2 separate regions of the Anas platyrhynchos genome follow, and region 1 is linked to region 2. A link is a contact called in public Hi-C data. All regions are on one chromosome and are shown on one strand. The core of a region is the stretch at or near the end of the contact, and the rest is flanking DNA. Distances in the headings are between cores, read along the strand shown.

The links. Hi-C and Micro-C count contacts between places; a contact is called where the count stands out from the background.
Region 1: a Hi-C map of subcutaneous adipose tissue shows a contact between it and region 2, with 4 times the contacts expected there. The contact joins the promoter of SPRY1 here to the enhancer-like site in region 2. A contact is called at or near these places in 3 of 8 Hi-C or Micro-C datasets (liver, skeletal muscle and subcutaneous adipose tissue).

Annotation. Positions count from the first base shown.
Region 1 is chr4:46,055,161-46,061,076 of IASCAAS_PekinDuck_T2T, reverse strand. It overlaps SPRY1 (sprouty RTK signaling antagonist 1), which reads left to right and starts at 1,563. Exons shown (of 2, transcript XM_027456822.3): 1 at 1,563-1,728; 2 at 4,562-5,916. The coding sequence starts at 4,617. The coding sequence ends at 5,579.
Region 2 is chr4:45,964,252-45,969,679 of IASCAAS_PekinDuck_T2T, reverse strand. No RefSeq gene overlaps it. Among named protein-coding and RNA genes, the nearest start is that of SPRY1, 93 kb to the left of the region's middle. Within about 2 kb of position 3,914, at least 1 of the 8 cell types and tissues checked has an H3K27ac peak or open chromatin away from gene starts, as enhancers often do. A contact at or near this core is called in subcutaneous adipose tissue, where this site is marked.

The sequences.
Region 1 (5,916 bases), core at 314-2,813, 94 kb before region 2:
AAGAAATGCACTGACTTGTGTGAGAAGACAGTCGGTTGCTAGATGCGAGTGTGCCTGGCCGTGCAGCAGAGCCCCGCTGACCCCAGCAGTGCGGTTATCTGCAGTTTATCTGCAGTTTACCTACTGCTGCCGCCGATGCTCCTCCTGTCAGCACCGCTGCAAGAATTAGTATGTATAGCACACCTATATAATGCTGGTTTTTCATCTGTACTTAAAACAGAGTTGTTTTTTTTTCTGTGTGTGAAATAAAGCTAAAGTATAGTGGGAGATGATAGATTTGCACCACGAAGCGCTACACTCCCATAGTAACTTTTGTTATTTTTTGGTGGTTATTTTTGTTCTTCAGTAGGAATTACTGTTAGTTGGAAGAGTGGTAGGTTCCAAAGGTTTCAGATGGGTTTCAGAAATTTCAAAAGTTAGCTTTTTGCTTTCTGCTTGCAGTGTGTCTGAGAGTGCTTTCGGTGAGGAATCCCATTTTCTAATACCCCTTGTAATATTAGTAATGAACTGGCTTATTTTATGGCCATGCTTGTCACTTGAGCCTCTGTGATTGGAAGTTCATCTGTCTGATTGATAGTTCGTCTGTATCAGACGATACATCCGAATGATATTTCAGAATTGATAGATCATCTGTATTTATTTCACGGAGAAATACATTGTTGAAATCAATTTTTTGTATAGTGATGGAAATTAAAAAAAAAAAAATGTGGTTTGGATATTTTCTTTCCAAGCCTGGTGAAGATTAATGAAAAATAATTGCACGGGGACAGTGCATGTGGTCTGGGTGGACAGGGGGTGCTACAGCAGAATAGCTTTGCATGGCTATTTTCTCGTTTGTAAGGATTTTTTGCACAGGTCTTTTCTTTGCACAGGTATTTTCTTGTTTGCAAGGATTGGTATTAGTAAGAATGGAGGTTCCCCATAAGCAGCTTTGAGTATTCGTAGTGTGTGTGTGTATTTTTTGTTTTCCTTTGGGACAGACGATGGGAGATCTTCACCTTCCTGTAGGAGATTGTAAAAGCCAGTTAGAATACTTTGGATAAACTTGGGACCTAAGGGATGGTTAGCCAAGTAGTGAAGAGCCTCGCACGTCCCAGTAGGTTGCACATTCTTAGAAATAACTCCCCAAACGCTGATTTCCTTTAACATCCTTTCCCCGCGTTCTTCAAGGTGCCTCTAAACGACCCCTGGCTCGACACGAGCGGGCGGCTCAGCGCCGAGCCTCGACCCCCGCAGGGCCTTGCCGCAGCCCCCCCACCCCTCACACCGCTGCCCCTCCGTGCGGGCCGGGCCCCTCGGGGCTCCCGCTCCCCCTGCTGGCCGGGCCGGGGGCGGCCACCTGCGGCCGGGCCGAGCCGGGCGGTGCCGGGCCGGGCCGGGCCGGGCCGGGCCGTGCGGGAGGGAGGGAGGGGGCGAGGCGCGGGGCAGGGCCGGGCCGGGAGGGACTCGGGGCGGGAGGCGGGCGGGCGGCGCGGCCCCCGCGGGCTGGAGCCGTGCGCGGGCGGAGTCCAGTCCGGGATTTCGGGGGCGCCGCGCGGTGACACATCGGCATCACGGGGGCGCGGCCGGGCGGCGGGCGGGGGCTGCGCGCTGAAAGGCGGCGGAGCGCGGCCGCGCTCACTCCGGCGCGGCGGCGGGACGGCGCCAGGCTGCCTGCACTGCCCGGGCTGGACTCCGCGCCGGGGCCGCCAATGTGCCCCGGCAGGCAGGCTCTCACCTCGCCCTCCGGTAAGCTGCGCGCCGCCGGGGCCGGGGCAGGGGCAGGGGCTGGGGCTGGGGCAGGTGCGGGGCCGGGCGGGCGGAGAGGGAGGGAGGAAAAGAGAGCGAAGGGGGCGGCGGGGCGAGCCCCGGAGCCGATCTGCTGGCGGCGAGGCGGCGGCCGGGCTCGCAGGCTGTCAGGCGGCCGCCGACGGCAGCGCCGAGCACATGGCAGCCGCTCGGCTCCGGCTGCAGCCCCGCTCCCCGCTGCCCCCGCGCTCAGCCCTGGCCGGTGCCGGGAGCGCCCCGCGGAGCCGCCGCGGTGAGGCTCGAGCTGCTTTACGGTCGTCGGTGCTGCTTTTACTACCGCTGCTGCTGGTTTCTAGCATCGCTGCAAGCCCGGTGTCTGCCTCGGGAGGACGGGCGGAGCGCTGCCCCTCGCAGCAGCCGCGGGGAGCGAGGGGCAGGCGACCCCCGAGGGGCGGCGGGGTGGGCTGCGAGCCCGGCTTGGCCGCAATTAGCGCCTCCCGGCGTAATTAGGGAGGTAATGGGCTTCGGGGCGTGCTTTTTTTTTTTTTTTTTTGCGCCTGGAAGCGGCGGGGCGAGCAGGTGCCGGGCGGCACGGAGCGGGGCGGAGGGCGAGGAGGAGGAGGGCGGCGGTGCCCTGACAGAGCCCGGGCGGCGCTCAGCGGCCGGGGGGCTCCGGGCAGACCCGGGGGGGAAGGAGCCGAGCCGTGCCGTGCAATACCGAGCCGTGCTGTGCTGTGCCGAGCCGAGCCGTGCCGGCTGCCCGCAGCCGTCTGCGGGGATTCCCCGCCCCGGCAGCGGCCGTGCCGCCGTGCGCTGGCGCTTTAAACGCCGGGAAGTCCGCCCTCCGCAGGGAGCAGCGACCTCGGGCTGCGCCCTCCCCCTGCAGAAGGCGGGGGGGAAGCCCTTGTTTTCATTCATAACTTTTTTTTTTTTTTTTTTTTTTTTTTTTTCCCCTCCCCTCCTCTTCCTTCCTCCCCGTCAGCTGCGCGCCCCGCCAGGCTCGCAGGGGGCGCCGCCCGCCGCAGCACCTCGGGGCCGGGGCTCGGCCAGCCCCGGGAGCGGTGCGGAGCGGAGCCGCCCGGTCCCCTCGCCCCGTCCCGCCTCATGCGGCCCCGTGAGCCGGGGGCAGCCGCCGCTGCGAGGCCCGGGGGTGTCCCCCCGGCGGCTTCCCTCGGCCCCTGCCGCCCTCCGCCTGCCCCCCAGATGGCACTGGCTGCCTTTCGCCGTGCCGTGGGATGTGGTTTTGCCTTCCCCCGGGAGCCCGGCTGCCGCCCGCTGCGGCTGTGAAGCTCTCCTGCTGCGCCTTCATTCAGCCTCAGCGCCTGGCGGGGCGGTGTGCGGAGTGAATCAGAAGTGAGTGCGGTGCTCCTCGGCTTCTCGTGCTTGCTTGCTTCCGAAGCCCGTGACCCTAAAGCCCTCGCAGGTGACATTTAAACGTCAAATCAACCTTCGGCTGGCGGATCAGCACGGAGACTTTGCGTCCTGGTAGAAGCTGGTGCTAAGCTTGTGCCAGCGCTCAGGGTGATGCAGATGCGTGGCTACCTGCTAGGATAAGTCCTGCTCTGTTCTCCGTGTGTCCACGGTGCCTGTGTCGCTCGCATTGCGAACAGCTCCGTGCCACCTGCGGGCTGGAGAGGTGAGACGCTTCCCCACGGCTCTTCTCATGGGTGCTTTGGCAGTGCTCGATTGCCTAGCGCTAATCTTGTTGCTCCTGCAGGTAAATGTACGTGACATCTTGCAGGGACTTTGTCTAGGGCTCTCGGTGAAGGAAAGCAGTTTGTTTTATGCGTTCTCTCTATAAGCCTGGCTTTTAGGTAGTCTCATGTCTGTTTTCGTATGGGTACGGAACTGTCACTGCAGTTTTCCAGCTCGGCAATTGCAACCTTTTTGTTAACAGTTAAAAGATTGAATAGAAGAACTTGTATTTCAGAAGCTTTTAATCAGTTCATCTTGGGAAATACTATTTGTTCTTTGTGTTTTTTTTATTCTGTTTTTTAAAAGTGCCTAACTTTTTTTTTTTTTTTGAAACAAGTCCTTATCTGACACTTAATTTGTCTTATTCTTTTCTACCTGTTTTTCTTTCACACTCTGCCCTTTGGTCAGAAAATACTTGAAAACAGGCTTCTGTTCGCACCCTTATTGCTTCTGTTTGCACCCTTATTTTAGTTTTATGAGATTTGCATGCTGGATTTCTTGCAGAAAATGTCTCATACGCTTGACAGTGCTTATTTCAAGGCTCTGTAGTGCACATACCTCACCTTAAGAAGGATACTTACGGAAGCATGCTAGCAAGCAAATCTGTTTAGCTTTCTGATGCTGCAGATTAAGCCAGAAGAGTGAGAATTGTGCGTGCTCTTTATTCTGCTCTGCAGAACACAGCCTGGCAGTGCTCCTTAACGTTTCCAACTTAGTTCTGGGGGCAGGCAGAATTGCTCTTGCTAATTAGACATTGAGCTCGGTAGCAAGTGAGAAGCACTTAGTTCCTGTGGCTTGCCAAGCGAGCTTGCAGGTTAATGCTGATTTTTATAGCTATTTTCTTTCTGAATTGTAATTTTAATGGCAAGGGGTCTCCCTTAGCATTCCTCACCTATGATGCCATACCCAGGTTCTCCCCATTGCTGGACTTTGGCCAGATCCTCAGCGTTGTTGTAATCCCCTGCTGAAAGAGATCAGCGCCAGGTGGCTAGGGCAATTTGTGGTTTGCCATATCACTTTTATTTTCAAAAAGTATCCTGTTCTTTGTTCCTCTTTTGCGCTTGATCTTGTGTCTGTATGTATATATGTACACACGCAATGTTTATTTACACTTTCTGACTTCTTATTGTTATTCTAGGGTTTCAGATGCATGCCAGGTTCCCGCTGAATGCCAGAGGTAGAGATCGCTACAGATGGAGCCCCAAAGTCAACATGGCAGCGGTGGCTCGTTGGTAGTGATTCAGCAGCCCTCTTTGGACAGCCGGCAGCGGTTGGACTATGAAAGAGAGAGCCAGCCAACAACGATCCTGTCGCTGGACCAGATCAAGGCCATCAGGGGCAGCAACGAGTACACCGAAGGTCCATCTGTGGTGAAAAAAGCTGGTCCGCGGACAGCACCGAGGCAAGAGAAGCATGAAAGGACTCACGAAATTATACCGATTAATGTGAATAATAACTACGAACACAGACCCAGTCACGTGGGGCATGTGGCACATCAGCATAACGCGAGGGCCCCAGTCTTGAGCAGATCAACGAGCACGGGGAGCGCAGCCAGCTCTGGGAGCAACAGCAGCGCCTCTTCAGAGCAAGGACTGCTGGGCCGGTCGCCTCCATCCAGGCCGGGTTCGGGCCACAGGTCCGACCGGACAATCCGGACGCAGCCCAAGCAGTCGTCTTTGATTGTAGATGATCTGAAGGGTCCTCTGAAAGAGGACTTGACACAGCACAAGTTTATCTGCGAACAGTGTGGGAAGTGCAAATGTGGTGAGTGCACAGCCCCGAGGGCCCTTCCTTCCTGCTTGGCCTGCAACCGGCAGTGCCTGTGCTCCGCGGAGAGCATGGTGGAGTACGGCACCTGCATGTGCTTGGTCAAAGGGATCTTCTACCACTGTTCGAACGACGATGAAGGGGACTCGTACGCGGATAATCCCTGCTCCTGCTCCCAGTCACATTGCTGTTCTAGGTACCTGTGCATGGGAGCAATGTCCTTGTTTTTGCCTTGCTTGCTCTGCTACCCTCCTGCGAAAGGATGCCTCAAACTGTGTCGAGGGTGTTACGACCGCGTCAATCGTCCAGGCTGCCGATGCAAGAACTCCAACACTGTCTATTGTAAACTGGAGAGCTGCGCCTCACGGGGTCAGGGCAAGCCCTCATGATTTTCGGAGGGAGGTTTACTTCCTCCAACTTCGATTTTCAGGTTGTAGCTGATTTTTTTTCCTTTTTTTTTCCTTCCCCCATTTAAGGGGGTGGGGAGACTGCTCTTTTGCTTTCTCCCTCCACTTCAAATACACAAGTTCTTCCCTTTTGCATCTTTGTTCTCCTCTTTTTATTCACTCAACTGAGTGTGGAGTGTTTTACGTAGTCATTGCTGCTCTTTGGTAAGTGTGGACTTAGTATCTGCGTCTGCCGCTCACTTTGGCAGGGTCGTCTGAGTTTGTAACTGAACCACTCCTGACAGAGACAGTGAGGGCTCACTGGGCTCTTGCAGCTTCT
Region 2 (5,428 bases), core at 2,665-5,164:
CTGCCCCCGGTTGCCTCTCCCAGATGCTGCAGCTGGATGTGCCAGATGCTTTGCCTGTTTGTCAGCCCATGCTGATAACATGTCCTTTGGGGTGGTTTTTATTATGCCCAAGGGTGATGTGCAGGCACTTTGCACCTGTTTGCAAACATATGTACTATCCACAGATGACCCTCTGCTCCCAAAAACTGCTTGAGAAGTTCCTTCCCCTTAGGCCTTTAACAAAGGGATGCTTTGCCTGGAAATTGCAATGGGATCTTTCTTGGTACATTGTGTGATGTTTCTGTGGGGTGGTTTGTTGAGCAATGTGAGACTGAGTCGGATTGTGGAAGGAATACTGAGCATACCCAAAGGAAGAGTACAGGCTCAACTGGGGCTGCTCATTTCAGGATTGGGTGCTTTTGGTGGTGGGGGTTGATATACCCAGATGGTACCCAATCTCCTAGGCTTGCTTCAGAACAACTTCAACCACTTCTTTTAGCTGGTTACAACCTTATGTCTCTGAGGGCTTGCTGACCTGGTCAGTAGGTTATTTTCTTATTCCTAGACAGGAAGGCATTGGGCAAGGTTACTCCGTTCCTATTTTTTGCCTGATGTAGGTGGTCCTATCCTCTGCTGTGACTCTTTTCAGACAGAAGAATATAGATTTGTATTTTGTTGGTAAGACTGTATACTAATTTCTGACTCCTGAGCTGAACTCAACTGGATCACTCTCTTTGAATATGTAACCTTCAAGCGACTTGTGCTGTATGAACGCTGCCCTGCTTTGGCAGTGCCCTGCAGGGCACTCACCCCTGTTCTGTCCACGTCCATGCCCTGCTCCTCCCAGGAAGCCAGGGTGCTGCTCCTGTTTCTCTTCTTGATTGCTTCTGTTTTGAGTAATGCTGTTTCTGGAGCTCTTTGCAGTTGTAGGGGGCAGTTTTGTCTAGAGGCCTGCATTTGCTGTAGCAGTGGGTGAGCACTCCCACGTGGCAGGTTTTCCTGCCTCCCCCAGTCATGAAGCTTCACCCTTTAGACGTTTTGTGGGATGTACTGGACTTCTCAGTGCGCTTGTGAGGCTTCCCCTGTAGGCTGGCTGAATACAAAATTTGTTACTAAATGAATATTTCTGCAGATTGCTATTAGTTACCCTAAGATATGTGTTTAATGTATCTTGGTGGTGCTGGTACTGGACACATGAGGGATGTGCAAATACCATTTGCTTGGTTTTAACTTATCTCTACTCTTGTCTGTGTGTACATTAGTCCACTTTAAATCATGCTTTTTAGTTTCTGATCTTTATATTAAGGAGTATTATTTTTGTCTTAAGGTTTTCTTTATGAGCTCTGTATTAAAAAGGAGGGGAAAAAAAGAATCAACCAAATTATAATCCAGACAAACATATTTGGGAACTACTTCAGCCATGAGAAGAAATTTGATTATTTTCCAAAACTATAAGTAGAGATATTCTTGAAATTTTAATAAACAGTGTTTTGGGAACAAGTCTTTATAGGTTTTCCAAGTCTCACTAGCTTGCTATTGAAACATGTTCAAGATTCAGATCCATGCTGGTGTTTAGATGACTAGGTTTTACTGAGTCCAATGACAAAATATCTTGCAGATTTCAGCTTTGGATACTTTGCAAAGCTCCTTCCCTTTTGCTGTTCTGATCATCTTTGTGGGTGCCTATATGAAATCAAAATTTGAATTGTCCACTCTTAAAGAAATGACTGATTGATGTGGATCTCTGCTTGCTCTCAAGCAGACTGTTTTTCCCACCTGAGTATCCTGTACCTTTTACAATTGCTTTTCAACCCCAGGCATTTATTACTCTCATTTAGCACTGAAGTACTTGCATTCATTTTGAGTCTGTGTCATGAGGTGGTTGTATACCATAGTGACATCTCCCTTGATTTAATTAAATGATGATGAATAGCTTCTGAGTCTTCAGGAGAGTCATGCACTTTAAAGAAGCGTGACCAAACGCACATGTATTTAATTGCTGTGTGCATGTGTATATCACTGCCCTCTCCTGCATGAAATAGGTACTGCTCCAAGACATGCCTCAGGCCATTTTATTGAGAGCCCTAGAGGTGTGTTGTCTTCATGCTGAAGGAAAAGGGTCTTGTGGTTTTGGCTTTGGAGAAGTTCTGACTGTTGGTTCTGTGAAGCTCACGGTGCCTGTGGTGAGTGGCAATAGGATAATCCTCCATGCCCTCAAAATGAAAGGGGGAAAAGAGGAGGAAGACTTAACCTGGTCTTGTCTCAAAGCAGGTTGGGTTGTAACTATTGAGTTGATATGGTTGTATTTTTAAAAGTACTAGAAAATAAATGATGTTTCTTTAGAGTTTTTCTTAATGATTGTTGGATAGTATTCTCCCCTGGGAAACACTAATGGGCATTTGTGTAAAATTTTCATGACATGGAAAGGTCTAGTTAGATGTTGAATGTAAAATGGGCCCAGCTGGCTCAAATGAAATAATTTAAGTTAGAATTGGGATACGAATCCAAAGCTGCTCACAATTGCAGGTACTTGGCTCTAAGATTTTGCAGTGGAACTTAAGAAGTAGCATGGCCAGATCTGAAATCCAGAGAAGTTCAATGCACATTTCCATAAAATGAAGTGTTTCCTGAAAGAAGCTAATTTCTTATTGCAACTGACGACAACACTCATAAATTTAATTTTCTTTGTTACTTTCTAAAAGAATTCCTATCCACTACCATACCTCTGCCAGACACTTGAAACTGAGTCATGGTGTCTGTCTGTAAATATTAGAAGGCATATCAACTAGCAACAGAAAGTAATCATTGAAGTAGTAGAAATTCATCTTAGTTCTAAGACTGTGAGTAAAAAAGCTGTGCAAGAGCCACAGGGCAGGGAGCTCCAACAAGAGAGTGCCAAGTGGGGGACCACATGCCTCCGGTGGTTGGAAATGTAGTATGAAGTCATTTGTGTGTAGGTTATGAATTCATGGCTTTCATCCTGGCTAAAGGTCATGGCTATCTGCAGTGGTACTAAACTAAACTTTAAGGTTCTGCAATATAAAATAAATGAAGAAAAAAAAAAGGAGGCACCTAATGAATGAAGAAGCAAATAAGTGTGACAACTGATGTGATGGGCTAGATTTCTGAGAAGTGCTCAGCCCATTTGGTATGGAGTGGTTTGCAAATTGGTTTACTTGTTTAGGGATTAAAGCTAGGCTATTTTTCAATAATAGAAATACATTTTCGAATTTACTAGCACTAACTGGTATCTAGCATTCTCTGATTCCTTTGTCAAAAGCTGTATTCAGGACTGAAATGTATGAGCCAAGTCATTCTTAGCATGGACTGTACTTTCCCCCCATCTTTCAGGTTAGAGCTGGATGTGCGAAGTGGGTATAATCAGGCACCTAAAGTGCAGACAAGTACTTGGTCTATGTATTTTGTGGAAAACTAACCTTTTTCTTATCTGGAGTCATGAGAATTTTAGATATTCTTTCTCTCTCATTTGGGATAGATTGAAGTTCCTAAATGAAAGGAGGCTTGAAAAAGGTTGTATATTCATGTTTGAATTTGGATTGTAGGGGTTGTTTTCCCAAAGGTTGTATTCATAGAGCAAGGAAGGAGGTAGTAGCAACACAGGCAAATTGAGATGCGAAATGTATCTTTGAATGGTTTACATGTCAGGTGTGGATTTACTGGGATGGGTAAAGAGAAGGGGTTGTTGACACCATTCTGTTGCATCTCAACTGGGCTGTTAGCAAATTCCCACTTCATGAATGCTGAACAGTGCTAAGGCATGTAAGAGGTGTGCAATCCTCTCAGGGACACTATGCAAGGCTAGAGGCGGACTGTAGGGCAAAACGTCACTTGTGGCCCGTGGATGTGGAGGTTTGAAACACAAGTTTGCATCTGGGCTGTGCCTGAATGTGCAGTATTTGAGGAGGCCTTGGCTATTGCCAGTGGTCTCTGGATGAAACTGGAGAAAGTATGGAAAGATTAGGAACTTGGGACAGTGAGGACATTTTTGGAGAAGATTCAGTTCAGTGAGCCATTGCCAAGAGGCTTGTCCTGTCCAAGACAGACAGACAAGGGGGAGAAGAATGATGATTCAAAATGGAAGGGTGACAAAAACGTGGCAAAATGAACAAGCTTCCCTGGACGCTTCTAACTACAGAAACAGCCTTTCCTCAGGGATTCTTGCAAACATCTGCCACCAAGTTTATATCTGCTATGACAGCCAGATGCTGAGGTGCGCTAGCACAAACAGATAAAGCTGCACATCCTGTATCCTATGTGCTTTGCTAGCCAAGTATGAATTGAAGGTTCATCAATTATTCCTTTTTTTTTTTTTTTTTTTAAATAATTATTCTTTATTTTATGCTTTGGGCTCATTTTCCACATTCCTGAGCTCAGTCTGGCTAACAGAAATCTCTTATCCACCTGCTGCTGCTGTGCAGCCAGAATTTTGGGGCAGTGAACGGAATACAATTTTAAGGGAAAAAATAATAATCAGTGATTCTTTTGCCCCAGTAAGTTCCAGGCATTTTTCAGCTCAGACTTTTCAGTTTACCTAGAAAGATGACTTGGAATTTTATTAAATTTGCCTCACAGATTAATCCAGACATTGCAATGGTTCTTGAATATATTATTGTAAAAATGGTCAGCTAATGAGAGTAAAGCAACTTAGATGAGTAATTTATGATCTTCATAAAGGTAGGTCATAGTGATTAAGTACAGCCAAGTTGTAACTGAACAAGATGACTAGAAATCTGATAACCACTGTATCTGATGTCGTAATATTTTTTGAAATTTTGCTGTGGAAATAATATAAAGACACTGGTGTTGTCAGTTACATCTATCTGCTGTCTGATTTTAGTCCTTTGACATACTTATTCTACAAAAGGTGTAGAAAAAATAACCTGCTCTCTTGCTTTCCACTTGATCTTGCTGTTTTCATGGCTGCAGTGAAGGAAACCCTCTTGGGAAGGTGAAGGATTCTGTGTGAGGGTTGGATTCAGAGAAAGTAGGTATGAAGAGCAAATTATCGATATTTCCTTGATGTGATGTGAGGGAGAAGGGGAGAAGTGTTGAAGTGTTTTAGCGCTGGTTGACATGAGTCTTTGTGCTGATTAGAAACCATAAAACAGAAAAAGCAGGGTTATTTGGGAGTAAAAGACATATTTCTACATTTTGTTTTGCTGCCTATTTTTTGTGGTTTACATGGTCGGTGCATTGTATTGGTGAATATTTCCATGCATTCTGTGTGGTGTTTTTTTTTCATCTGATCAAATGTAATTGCATTTCTATTGATCTGAGGGAATAATAACAATTTCCTTTCAGCAGCGAGGTTTCAGTCTCTGACACATCACTGAGCCACATCAAAAATGGGACTTCAAATAAGAATAAGGGAACTGAACACAACATCTCAGGTTCTGAATGCAGAAATAGCAAACAGGCACAATCTCTC